Linked DNA regions of Rattus norvegicus: region 2 is linked to region 1. A link is a contact called in public Hi-C data. All regions are on one chromosome and are shown on one strand. Each heading gives the region's core, a stretch centred on a gene start, on an enhancer-like site or on the middle of the called end of the contact. The rest is flanking DNA. Distances are from core to core; before and after follow the strand shown. Region 1 overlaps Arhgap26 (Rho GTPase activating protein 26). Region 2 has its middle 99 kb from the start of Pabpc2.

Evidence for each region. Hi-C and Micro-C count contacts between places; a contact is called where the count stands out from the background.
Region 2: a Hi-C map of liver shows a contact between it and region 1, with 9 times the contacts expected there. The contact joins two enhancer-like sites. A contact is called at or near these places in 6 of 12 Hi-C or Micro-C datasets (hepatocytes, kidney, liver and 2 more).

The regions. Positions count from the first base shown.
Region 1 is chr18:31,235,997-31,242,096 of GRCr8, forward strand. All of the region lies in intron 10 of Arhgap26 (Rho GTPase activating protein 26), which reads left to right. Among named protein-coding and RNA genes, the nearest start is that of Arhgap26, 150 kb to the left of the region's middle. Within about 2 kb of position 2,370, at least 51 of the 93 cell types and tissues checked have an H3K27ac peak or open chromatin away from gene starts, as enhancers often do. A contact at or near this core is called in liver, where this site is marked.
Region 2 is chr18:32,000,840-32,006,939 of GRCr8, forward strand. No RefSeq gene overlaps it. Among named protein-coding and RNA genes, the nearest start is that of Pabpc2, 99 kb to the left of the region's middle. Within about 2 kb of position 3,837, at least 1 of the 93 cell types and tissues checked has an H3K27ac peak or open chromatin away from gene starts, as enhancers often do. A contact at or near this core is called in liver, where this site is marked.

The DNA.
Region 1 (6,100 bases), core at 1,120-3,619:
AGCATAGTATTGAGCAGGGAGGACCTGTCAGTGAGGCAGAAGGCCATCCCACCAAGGCCTTTTAAATGGCGGCCAGTACGCACCCCTGAACCCCACCTCCTGAAGCAGACCATTTGCATCAGCTGCCTTATCTTTTTTTGCTGCTTCCTTCCATCCAAGCCCCCTCCTTCCCATCCCCCCTCTTTCTTCATCACTAGCTTCAGTTCAGTAGCTTAAAAATCCCAGAATTACTTTTTTGGCAGTCTTTGTACAGACCTAGCTCTTGAAAGTTTTTATTTTATACTGGTTAATTGGCTGCATTTAACTTTTTTTTCTTGTGGGTCAACTCTTTTTTGTGTGTATGTGTGTGTGCAAGAATTCAGTGAGTAAACTTGTTGGGTTCAAAAGAGGCATCGTGGAAAAGCAGCCTTTCCTGGTAGTCATATGTGGCTCATTAATACTAACCAGCGTCTGTGTTCAGTCACTTGAATAATTAACTCCATCATGCACCATCGTATGTAAATTAGTGAGCAAATGTAGGGAAAATATTTACTTAAGCTGAAGAATCATGGGGGTAGTCACTTGCCAGCATCCCTTGGATTGGTTTGTTTTAAAGAAATTTCTCACAGATGTAAGTGACACATAGATTATTTTCTCCCTAATGTTTTCCATGAGCGGCCACCAAACCATATGGTAAGTAATAGAAATAGAAACTAAAGGGTTCTTTTGATTCACTGAACCAGAGTGGTGGGGTGGGGGGGTAATGTTTACACTCAGGGAAAGGAAACAGTTAGTATGTTTTAGCTTTTTTTGAAGACTAGCTGACTCCAACAGAAACTCTGTCTGCTAAACACTTCTTTCCAGCACTGCCAAACGCAGAGGTGCAGCAAAGACAGATCACTTGGTGGTGGTGGTGGTCGTAGTGGTGGTGAACGACACAGGGGGTTGGGAACTGGGGACCACAAGGACACCTATACCCTTAAATTCACTGTTTCCTCTCTCTCATCAGACTACAGGGTGCACCCAGGCCCCGATTAGGCTTTTCTGACAGGTGTCAGTCACTTTAGGAATCTATGGGTTTTTCTTCTGTAAAACCCTCACCTGATTCTTTGGGTCATTCTGAAGTTCTCCTGCAGATGCTGCATCAGCAGTTGTGAACTAGTTTTCCTGAACCTTTCTCAGCTCTCTCTCACACACATTCTGCCAATTCTGCGCCCTCCTTCCCCACAGTAGTAGCCACTTCCCTGTAGTAGCCAGGTAACACATTTTCTTTGTATTGGTTGGCTAGCTGTTCAGTTTGAAATGTTTTGGGTACTTCTGTTTAATTCTGTTTATCTCAGATGATTTGCTTTTAGAGGCAGAAAGACCATAATTTCTTGCAGCCTTTAGCATAGCACTATTGTATATGATTGCCCAATATTAATTTTTTATGGTGAGTACAGTTTTGAAATTGCATTATTTATTTTTTCCTCTGGGAGTTTAGTAATGAGACTAGAGAACATTAGTTAGCTGCTAATTAAATTAAAGCTCTAGCAAGTACACACATAATTTGCTTTTGTGTAGAGATATGGTAGTATAAGTGAAGCCAGAATAACAGAAGCTAGACATTTATGGAAGATCTGAATTAAAAAAAAAATTAGTACCTTCCAGTCAGCAAGCATCTTTCCAAGTTGTATTTTCAGAGAAGGATGCATATTGTAGGTTGAATAAGAGATAGAGGGAGCCCTAGGTTTGAAGGCAGGACTGACTCTCACTAGCCACAGGACTGGTACTAAGATGGTGCTGGTTGTGACTGCCGGGGTTGTTTTGAAGCTGGGATATAGCAGTGTCCCTCTCTGATGGTGTCCCACGTGTGTAAATGTTTTTGTATGCTCCGAACTATGGGACTTAATTTTTCTCCTGGTAAACCTTACCTTTGCTAAAAGTCCTTCCACACTGCCTTGCGGTAAGCTTGCTTCTTTTCCCATAGCCTTGTCGATTTATATGAGAGTGACTTGAGGCACTGGAAGGGTTCCTGTGAAGAAGGCCCACTAGGGGGAGATTCTGAAGGCAGTGCTGTGCTTCCTAACTTGATTCCCACAAAAGAGGAAGTTTTATGTCCACATTCAGTTTATGATCTCCCCAGGAAACCATTCTAATTTTAAATGAAGGTAGTTTACGGTCTGGCTTGGTATGAGTATGGTGAATAGGTCGTTTTGAGTGTCTTTGTGAAACTGTGTGACTCTTGAGATTGTTTTCCAACGAGGATCGATCCATCTTACGTAACAGGCTGTTTGAGTGTTCGGCCTCTAGGTGGCAGTTTTGCACGTGCATTGGTGGCTCGTGGGTCTATGAAGTGTACTCGTCCTTTAGACACTGGTAATTCGAAGACAGCTGCGTGTGTGGTTTCTGTAGAAGCGACAGTTTATATGGCTATTACTACTTAAGACAGAGAGTATTTTCAGTGAGTCATTCTTTCTCTTGAAGTTCCTTCCTCTCACCCTTTTCACAGATCGTTCATACCTACTTTCTGGCAACAACTAGCTGGCCCGCCCAGTTTGTCAGGCCTCTTTAAATATGGCAGTTTAGCTGGGTGAACCAAGATGCTAGATTCTTTGCTTCGGGATGATGCATGTGAGGACAGCAGACTCGTCCTTCTGTCCAGCCTGTGCAGAGAACCAGGCCTCTCTGTCCCATTACAGTCTTTATCTCACAGAGCCACAGAGCGGATGAACTGTTTTTCCTGGTTTCAGTCTTCCCGCCCCTCCCCTTCTCGCTGCCTGTTTGAAATGCTACTTGACTTTGCCTTCCTGCCGGTTGGGTTGGAGTGCTGGTCTCTATGCCATTGACCTTTCAGGCAGGAAATGGGTTTTCCTTCCTCAGAGGGTGTTATGCTGCTCTGACAGCATGGCCAGGGGTGGAGTGGCCAGTGGGGGATGGGCATCATTCTTTCTGAATTGCTTCCTGGCTCTTAGGGATAGATAGCAAGCTGTCTGTTCGTTTTGCCTTCTAATTAAGTGAGAGCGTTGGCTATCTGAACCTGTTTTAAGTAGGAGTGGGTTTTGCTGGCTAGAGGAGTGGATGGGAGGGCGACCTAGGCAACGGCCGTCCGTCCTCTAATCAGTGCAGTGAAATGTGTTGGTGAGTGCACACATTTATCTGCCAGCTTCTCAATGTAGGGCTTAAAAAACAACTCAACACCAAAAATGTGTTATTACATAATTCTCAAGAGGGAGAGCAACGAAGCAGTAAATTCCACCTGCTCTGTTCATCATGAGACCAAAGAACCTTAGTGGCACAGAGGGTGGTGGATGAGGCAACGTAAGGAGGGCTTTGCTCAGCTCGCCTTCAGTAGTGGTAACGAGGGTTCCTGTTACTTTGCGTTGCGCCCGTCCCATTAGTCAGCAAAGCTTTTTCCTGGTGTACTGTGGTAACCTGTGCCTGTTGCTGTAGCAGTTATGTTCACGGGCCATGAAGTTTAACAAGCTAGAAATTCATCTGGTCTTCTAGGACTTTAAAATCTTTCAAAATAACTCTGTGTGAAGCTGTCTGATGGGGCTGGCAGTGATTATTCTCTGGACTGTCCCTATTGCCAGGGTCCTCCTCGGTCTCCAATCTTTCCTCTCAGGAGGTGAGTGCTGTAGGCTTTTGCTGATTATGATCCATTCATTCATTAGAATCAGACTCTTACTAACTTATTGATTCAAAGCTGCTGAGGAAAACATCTTAGGGAGTACGTGGAAGGTTACTCCCTTCCTTCCTCTCTCCAAGTTGATAGTCTTGGACTCTAGGGCACATACGCTTGTCACAGATAAGGCCACTGTAGCATTATGGCATAAGCATAGGTCTGGTTTTAGTTTCTGACCCACCTGGATATAACATCAGAGTTAGCCCTTAATAGCAACGTGGCATCTTTCACTTTTAGAAAGAGTCCCAAAGGCCTGGAGATGTGGCTGAGAGGTAGAGGTACCTAGCATGTCTGAGCCCCAAGTTCAATCGCCAGCAACACAAATAGAAAAAAAGTAAATAAGCAATGAAATCGGATAAAGGAGGCCCAGCAAGTGGCATTTAATTCATATGTTTATTGTGAGAAAGAAGTGATAGTTGACAAAATCCTTAGCACAGTGTTTGGCATGTAATAAGGATCTCTGGTTTCTCTCACCTGGGATCCACCAGGTTAACATTCCGGGTGACAGCTGCCTCTGTGACCTGCACTTACTCTGTTCTTTCTTTTTCATACGCCTTGAACCACAAGAAGAAATGCAGAAGAGATGAAAGGCCACAGGTTTTAGAGAAAGAAGCCCAGCTCTGTTTTCCTTAGGGAAGTAAAGGGCCTCTCACCTAGCTCCCTTCACTTGACTGCTTACCTGCTTTCTATAAACACATGTGGGTCAGATGCCATTCTCCAAGGTTCTACATGGCTTTGGTCACATCTGTACAGACTTTCATTGTATAGGAAGTATCAAGAAGCAGTTTCCCCAGCACTGTTTCCTTTTCTTGGCATCTGGCCAGCCCCTTTCACCCAGGCATAGAAAGCCCACTCTCTAAGCCTTCACTTTCCCAACTTCCAAGAGCACAGTGGGACACATTTCACACACAGGTTACAGTAAGTTCTGTGGGTCCCATAGCCCTTCCTTTACTGTCAACCTGACCCTAAGTGGTGTGGATAGGATAGGATAGTTGGCTCTTGCCAACTGGAGATTTAGTATTACGAATGAGTAAGCCCTAGATCTTTGGAAGTTGATTTAGAGAGAGCAGTGCTGGGAGGTTCTGGATGTGTTTGTTTCAGTGGGGTGGAGTCAGTTCTAGCATTTCCTTGTCCAATAGGAAGTGGGTAAATTGCCAAACCACTGAGATCACTCTTGTTGACTCTGATTCATGAATAAGATTAGAACTAGAAAGCTGTCGAGGAACCCCAGAATCAGCTATGGATGTGCATTTGATTGTTCTTAGCTGATGGGAGGGCTGTGATGGACTTTGGTGGTCCTAACATTCTGGAGACAATGCTTTCTTGGTTAGTTAGGGCTCTTTTTGATTTTGTTTGTTTTTCGATTTTTTTTTTTTTTTTTTTTTTTGGTCAGGTTGACATTGGCTGGTGTTATCTGGGGAGAGTAACCTCAGTTGAGAAATTGCCTCCATCAGATTGACCTGTAAGCAAGTCCATAGGACATTTTCCAGATTAATGATTGATGTGGGAGAGCCCGGCTCACTGTGTGTGGTGCCTCCCCTGGTTGTAGGTGGTGTAAAAAAGCAGGCTGAACAAGGCAGGAGGAACAAGCCACTAAGCATCTTTCCTTCAGTCTCTGCTTCTGTTCCTGTTACCATGTTTCTGCCCTGAGTTCCTCTCCTGAGCTCTCCTGATGATGGAGTGTGACCCATAAGAGAAATAAACCCTTTCCTCTTCATGATCCGCACCTCACTGATAGCAACCTAACCAGACAACTACAAATGCTACGTTGCTTCTCTGTGGGCTCTTTTTGGAAGCCAGCACTGGAACAGACGTGGGGATGGGTAGCAGCTTGCCTGGAGATAAGTGAGGATTCTCTTCTCTTTATTATTATTACTAACATGTTTGAGACACACACACACACACACACACACACACACACACACACACACACACTTCGCATACTGACTGCTCTCACCTCCCACCTCCCTCCCACTCCTGTCCCTTTCCTTCCCTCCCCACAAGTTTCCCTCTCGCTGTTCATTTCTAGTCATGTTGGAGAACTATTTTCTGCATCATTCTTATGGCAAGAGTGTAGCAGTGTTGAGAAAATTGCAGGTCCTTGTTCCTGCTTCACAGGCTGCTCCGGCTCCAGCGCTAACAATGTGTTCATGGTGAAGAAATGCTGGCTTTTGAGGAGAATTTTAGGGTTGGACTTCAGAAAGGATTTTTAAATTATTTGTACCTCTCATCTGGTCACTGGAGGGAACCTCTCCAAAGAGGTTCTAGTGTTTGCTGGAGGCGTCCTTTCTCTGCCCCTCTCAGTTATCAGGCACTAGTTTTAGGTTGGAATAGCATTCTACTTTGAAGCTGTTACTGGGGAGGGTAAATGAAATGGCTATGATGTCATGGCTGGTCTTTGCTGTAGGGTGTGATTTTCGGTCTGAAGGTGTTGGTTGTTAGCTGGACCACTGT
Region 2 (6,100 bases), core at 2,587-5,086, 770 kb after region 1:
AGCTTTCTAGTTCCTCTGCACCATATTCCGTGAGAGAGAGAGTAGAATATGGGTGGTGGAAGAAATGGAAAGGGAGTGTCTCAAAGCTGAAGGAAAGGGGTTGGGAGAGTCCCCCAGATAGAAACATTTCCAAGTGTGGAGCTTTCAGATGGAAGACAGCAGTTTCCCACAGGGCAGAGAGGGGTTCTGTGCTGAAGTGATGTTTGCCCAGGAGTTATTTAAAAAACTACAATATGCCAAGCTTGGCCTGCTAGTGAGGACATAGTGGGAACCAGCGATCAAACTCCCCTCCCTCATGGAGCCACATCCGGTGGGGAAGATAAACCATAAATGGTGTGCACGTTAAGCAAGGGCCTGCTAAATAAAGATAGGTTAGCACAGACAGTGGTCACTCAGAAGGAAATAAGCAGGCTAACAAGACAGCAGCGCCTGTGGAGCAGTGTGGGGGAATTCAGCTGGAGAGTAAACAATCTCATCTATATTTTCCAAAGCTGCTTTGCCTTCTGTGTGGGTAGCATATTGGGCAAAGATAAGAACAGAAGAGGGAAAGCCAGCAGCAGCCACAAGCTAATACATGGACATTGGAGGAGATGCTGGCATCATGGACTGAGCAGTGGGGTAGGGAGGCAGATGAGAGAGGCAGGTGGGCAATGAGTCAGCTAGAACAGGAAAAGCAGGCACAAAAGACAAACACAACAGAAGGTAACAGGATGGGACACTCGGGCAGAAAGAACGCTGCAAGCTCATTCTGGTCCAACCTCTTTAAGGCTACAGATGAGGAAACCAGGTCCTTGGGGGACAAAGTGGCTTGCCCAGAAACTGGGCAGCCTCTGAGCTCTCAGATCTGATAGTATCTATCACACAACGTGTAAATGCCAGGACTAGAGGAGGAGGAAGGCTGTAAGGCAGGAACGACAGGTGAGGGAGGGATGGGGAAAGAGGCAGAAGTGGGCAAAGGAAACCCAAGTGCAAAGAGAAGCAAATGATGAGATGTGATGAAAACTGGGGCCAAGCAGAGAGAGGAGGAGGAGCATGGCGGAAGCCTTGTTGTTGGGTTAGTTGGTCTGATGTTTTCTAGTTGAGGTTTGGTTTAATAGACCATTGCCTGGTTCACTGCAGCAGTACTGGGCACCCAGGGCAGCAGTTGGAGCAGCTGCCAACACCACCTGAGCCACAGGAACAACGGCAGGGGAAGTGCAGATGTGCAGGAAGTCCCCTGGGTCAGAGCCAGGTTAGTTGAGATCACATTGTTCTTGTACACCTCTTGGGAGGCTCCACCTTCCTAGGGCAGCACTGAGATCAAGCACACCCAATATTCCTCCCATGCCTAGTACCACCACCATTGTGCTGCCCTTCGTCTGGATTTTGGGCCCTTTTCATATGCCTCTCTTTTATCTTTATAAAAAGATTTGAGGGACATGTTGTTTCCTCCACATTCTCTGTAAGATTAACCTTTGAACATCATCTCAGAGCCAGGAAGTGACAAAAAGTCTCTGCTGTCATCTTCTCCTTAAAAAGACAGCCTAGGGTCCTTGGCAGACTTTTTAAGAGTTGTTGATGACACATTCCTGGGTGACCGGATGTACTTACTCTCTGAGGATGCAGGGTCTTAACTTAGGCAGCGAGGCTCATGGCAACCATTGCTCTATGTAGCTGACCTTTTGCTCTTGCCATACTCTCCCAATTGCAGCAGCAGCTCTAGACTTCCTTTCAGAAGTTTTGTGCCACGTTGCACTGTTAAAAACAGAATTACCGACCCTCCCTCCTTTTCCTCCAAGATCTGTTTCAAATGTCCTTTCTTCTAAAAGAGATTTTCTTTCTTTGCAGGTAATATAAATTGCTCCTTCCTTAGTGCCTCGTGGTCTTCGATTTGAGTCTGCAGCGCCCTTCCACTGCAGCAGAGGCATCTCTGTAACTCCACGCCGAAGGCAGTACTTGGCACAGTAGAAGCCCCTAGTGTCAGCTGAGCCGAGGAAATCATCTGCTGGAGTCAGTGTAGATAGACTCATTGTGACATTATTACCTTAACCCTGAAACGCCGACAAAGAGGATATTGCCACCCTCGTGACTGCATGCCCACATTTTCTGCTGCTGAGAGATGGAAGAGAGTACAGATATTTTTCTCTCCCCATTTTAGTGCGTGTGAACAATTATGTGGTGTGTGTATATGTGCACATGTGTGTGCACCCTGTAGATATCTAAAGTCATATGGTGTGTTTTTCCTAAATTGCTTCTCCTTTTTTACTTTTTAAATTAGCATCATCTCTCACTATCATTCTGCTGGCCTGGTTGGCCAAGGAGCTTTCAGGCTCCTCCTGTGTCTTTCTCAAGGCTGTGGTCACAGACACAGCATTCCATGCTCTGCTTTTTTTTTTTTTTTGTCTCACATGGTTTATAGGAATAATCACAACTCATGTCCTTATGCTCGTGAGGCCACACCTTGCCAATATATACCCAGTGCAACCTACAGACTTCTCTTGAGATGATGACTAGAAGAATTTAGTAAATATATGAGGCGTATGACGAGCTTCTGCCAGGCTTGGTGGTGCATGTCTTTAAGTGAAGCACTCAGGAGGTAGAGGCAGGTGGACTCTCTAAGTTCCAGGCCAGCCTGGTCTACAAAGTGAGTCCAGAAGAGTCAGATCTTCAGAGTCAGAGAAACTCTATCTTGAAAAATCAAAATCAAAACCAAAACTTAAAAAAAATTAGCTTCTGTGATCTCCAAAATATCATTCTTCAAAGAAATAATGCAAACATGCGTGGGTGCCCCTTTTATGTTAATCTTTTGAATCTCAGACTTTGCTCTGTAAGCAGTAGAAGTGAGGTGGCCAACCTCAATACTGAATAAGCAGAGATATAAAATTGTAGAGGCAAATATTATATGGCACATGCTATATTGTTACATGCTACTGTTGGTAACATTGAAAATTCACTTTATGATTTGCTCTTCACAGCTCCAATTCTTACTGAAACTTCAAAGCATAATTCTTACTGACAGGCATGGAAAATAAAAGTACATTATTCACATTTTCCTTTTCTATCTTTGCCTTGTTCTATATATATATATATATATATATATATATATATATATATATATATAAAATATAGCCATGGGCCAACTTTAAAAAAAGAAAAAAAAAGAAAAAGGAGCTGATGATAAACACGCCAAAATCACAACGGAGACACATGACATTCGTACACAACATTACAACGGGTGTTAGTGATAAATCTGTGCTAAGAGCTCACTCAACCCAGATGTCAGAGAGGACAACTGAGGGCCATGATAAATCTGTGCTAAGAGCTCACTCAACCCAGATGTCAGAGAGGACAACTGAGGGCCATGATAAATCTGTGCTAAGAGCTCACTCAACCCAGATGTCAGAGAGGACAACTGAGGGTCATGTGGAATTACCCACAAAGTCTCGGGTCCTGCTCCTTTCCCTCCACTTTCAAACTCACAGTCAAATGAATAAGGGGATCTCCAGCTTAGAGTCAATCTTTTGTTTCTCTTCTCCTGACAAGCACTTCGATCATAAAGTGGAAAATGAATATTAGTGTCTCACAGCTATTGTTGGAGCCTGAGTTGTCCTCATCTGCAAGTAGATCATAGTTATAAACTTTTATCTGCCAGTCTCTTCACCCATGGGACCAGAAGAATACAGAGTATCCTGAGCTATCTAGGAAGGCTCAGTGTGGCCAACAGGATTCTTACAAGCAGAAGTGGGACTATCAGCAGAGAATGTGAATGGCATCTAAAAGCCAGGATTGGGGCAGGAGCGTAGCTCAATGGGCAAAGTCCTTGCTGTGTAAACGAACAAGAGGACTGAAGTTCAGCTCCCCACATCCATGCTGAAAGCTGGGTTTAGCAGCCCTGGTGGGGGTGGGCAGGGACAGGAGATCACTGGGGCTCCTGGACAGCCACTCTCTTCTGTAGATCAGATCGGTGGTCTCCAGATTCAGTGAGAGACACATCTGAGAAAATAGGGTGGATAATGATCAAGAAGACAATTGATGTTGGATTTTTGCCTACACACACAGACACACACACACACACACACACACACACACAGAGAGAGAGAGAGAGAGAGAGAGAGAGAGAGAGACATGAACATATGCAAGCACTCACCACACATACATATATACACAACAACAAACAAATAAAAAATATCAATTATTCTCTAGAACCATAAACCTATGATAACTTGGCTTTCAGAAGCTTCTTTTACAGTTCTGACTTCCAGAACTATACAACAATGAATTGTGTCGGTTTAAACTGCTACCTTTATGGTATGCTGTTATAGCAGCAATAAGAAATCTACAGTGTCAAGGAATTTTCAGTTGGGGAAAGCAAATATCATTTCACCTTACTCTATGATAGCATATATAAGTTGTTAGCCTCAGGGATAGTATTGGACAACATATAACCTAGTATACTCACAGATTCTGAGGCCATGGACACTGGGAGTGGTCAGTAGTGCTGGGGTTGTTTTGCTACCAAGTGTCCTTAGTCACTTGGACTTCAAAGTATTATTTCTCCTGTTCAACAGTTTCCCTGAGTATTAATTAATACATAAATACTATAATAATGGCTCAGGAAATAAGGTTATTATGTGAAAATGCATTATATTTATGTATACTAGAACACACAATCAAACTTTAGCATATTGTGTTGGGGTCCAGGAGTCACCCCATAAACCACATGAACACCGATCTCAGTCAGACTGGGATGTTTTGTTGAATGCATACCCTAAGAGTGGTCAATCAGCACTATTGCTCAGAATTCTGGGGCTGAGGCTATAACCCTGAATATTTTTTCTGTGTCAGCTTATAAAGGCTAAAACTGCAGAAACCACAATGAGCTCAGAAGCTGGTGTTGGAAGTGCTGACTGGTGGTCAGCCCTTACTGACTCAAGCCATTTTAGACAGTTCATATTGATCTTTAATTTGATCAGTCCTATGTGGGTGGGTCCTGCTAAGACTGAACCCCCAGTGAACTAGACTGGTGGGGGGGAGGGTGGCAATGGGGGGAGGGTTGGGAGGGGAACACCTATAAGGAAGGGGAGGGGGGAGGGGGATGTTTGCCCGGATACCGGGAAAGGGAATAACACTCGAAATGTATATAAGAAATACTCAAGTTAATAATAATAAAAAAAAAAGGAGCACAGAGAACGTAACAAGGGTATGTGGTCAGCATGACCCTTTTCTCAGTCAAGTTATTTTTCTGTGTCAATGACTGGCATGCATGTTTCAGCAACAGTATGAAATAGCTGATGGGCATGAAACAAAATGGCTACAGATATGCTAGGGGAGAAAGACCACAGCAATTACCATTTGACTAAACATATGTATATTCAACCCCAGCACTAGGAAAAATCTGTCTTGTAAACTATAATGCAGTGCTGAGAGAAAAATAAGAAACATTTTGAAACAACAGAAAAATATACTATGTTCATGGATTAGAAGACCAAATGTTGTTAAGGGTAATCTTCCCAGACTGATTTGATGAAATTTTAATTCATCAAATTTAATTCATGAAATTTAATTCATCAAAAAGAATACAAGCACAGTATTTTGTTTTTCTTTTAGAATTGATTGACATTTCGATTCGTACAGGATTTTCAACACAGAAAAATTGAAAGAACCACAGATCATGTTCTTAACGATAGTTGTTGTATTAATGTGTCAGCATCAAACAGGGATGATGAGCTTTCCTTGTGAGGATCAGAATTATCAGAATCATCACATGTCACTCCCTGTGTCAATTACATGTGACTCTCACGGGGACACAACTTTATGTCATAGACATTATATTCAATTTTTTAATCATTCACAATGTATTATCAAAATCACTAGGAACATTGAGTGACCAGTACCAGAGAAATTACAGAGGGTATGGGGTCCTGACTGATAATGACCAGGGTGTGGTTTTCTTTAGGGAACAGGTCTACTGAAAACAAGGAGTAGAAGTAACTTAATACATTCTGACATATTGGATGCACCATGGTGACTCTGCTATTGATCACACTTCGCATGCGCTGTATTGTAGGATATAACAGTAGGTGATACTCACTCCCCATGTGTTATCGAATAGCTGGACTTA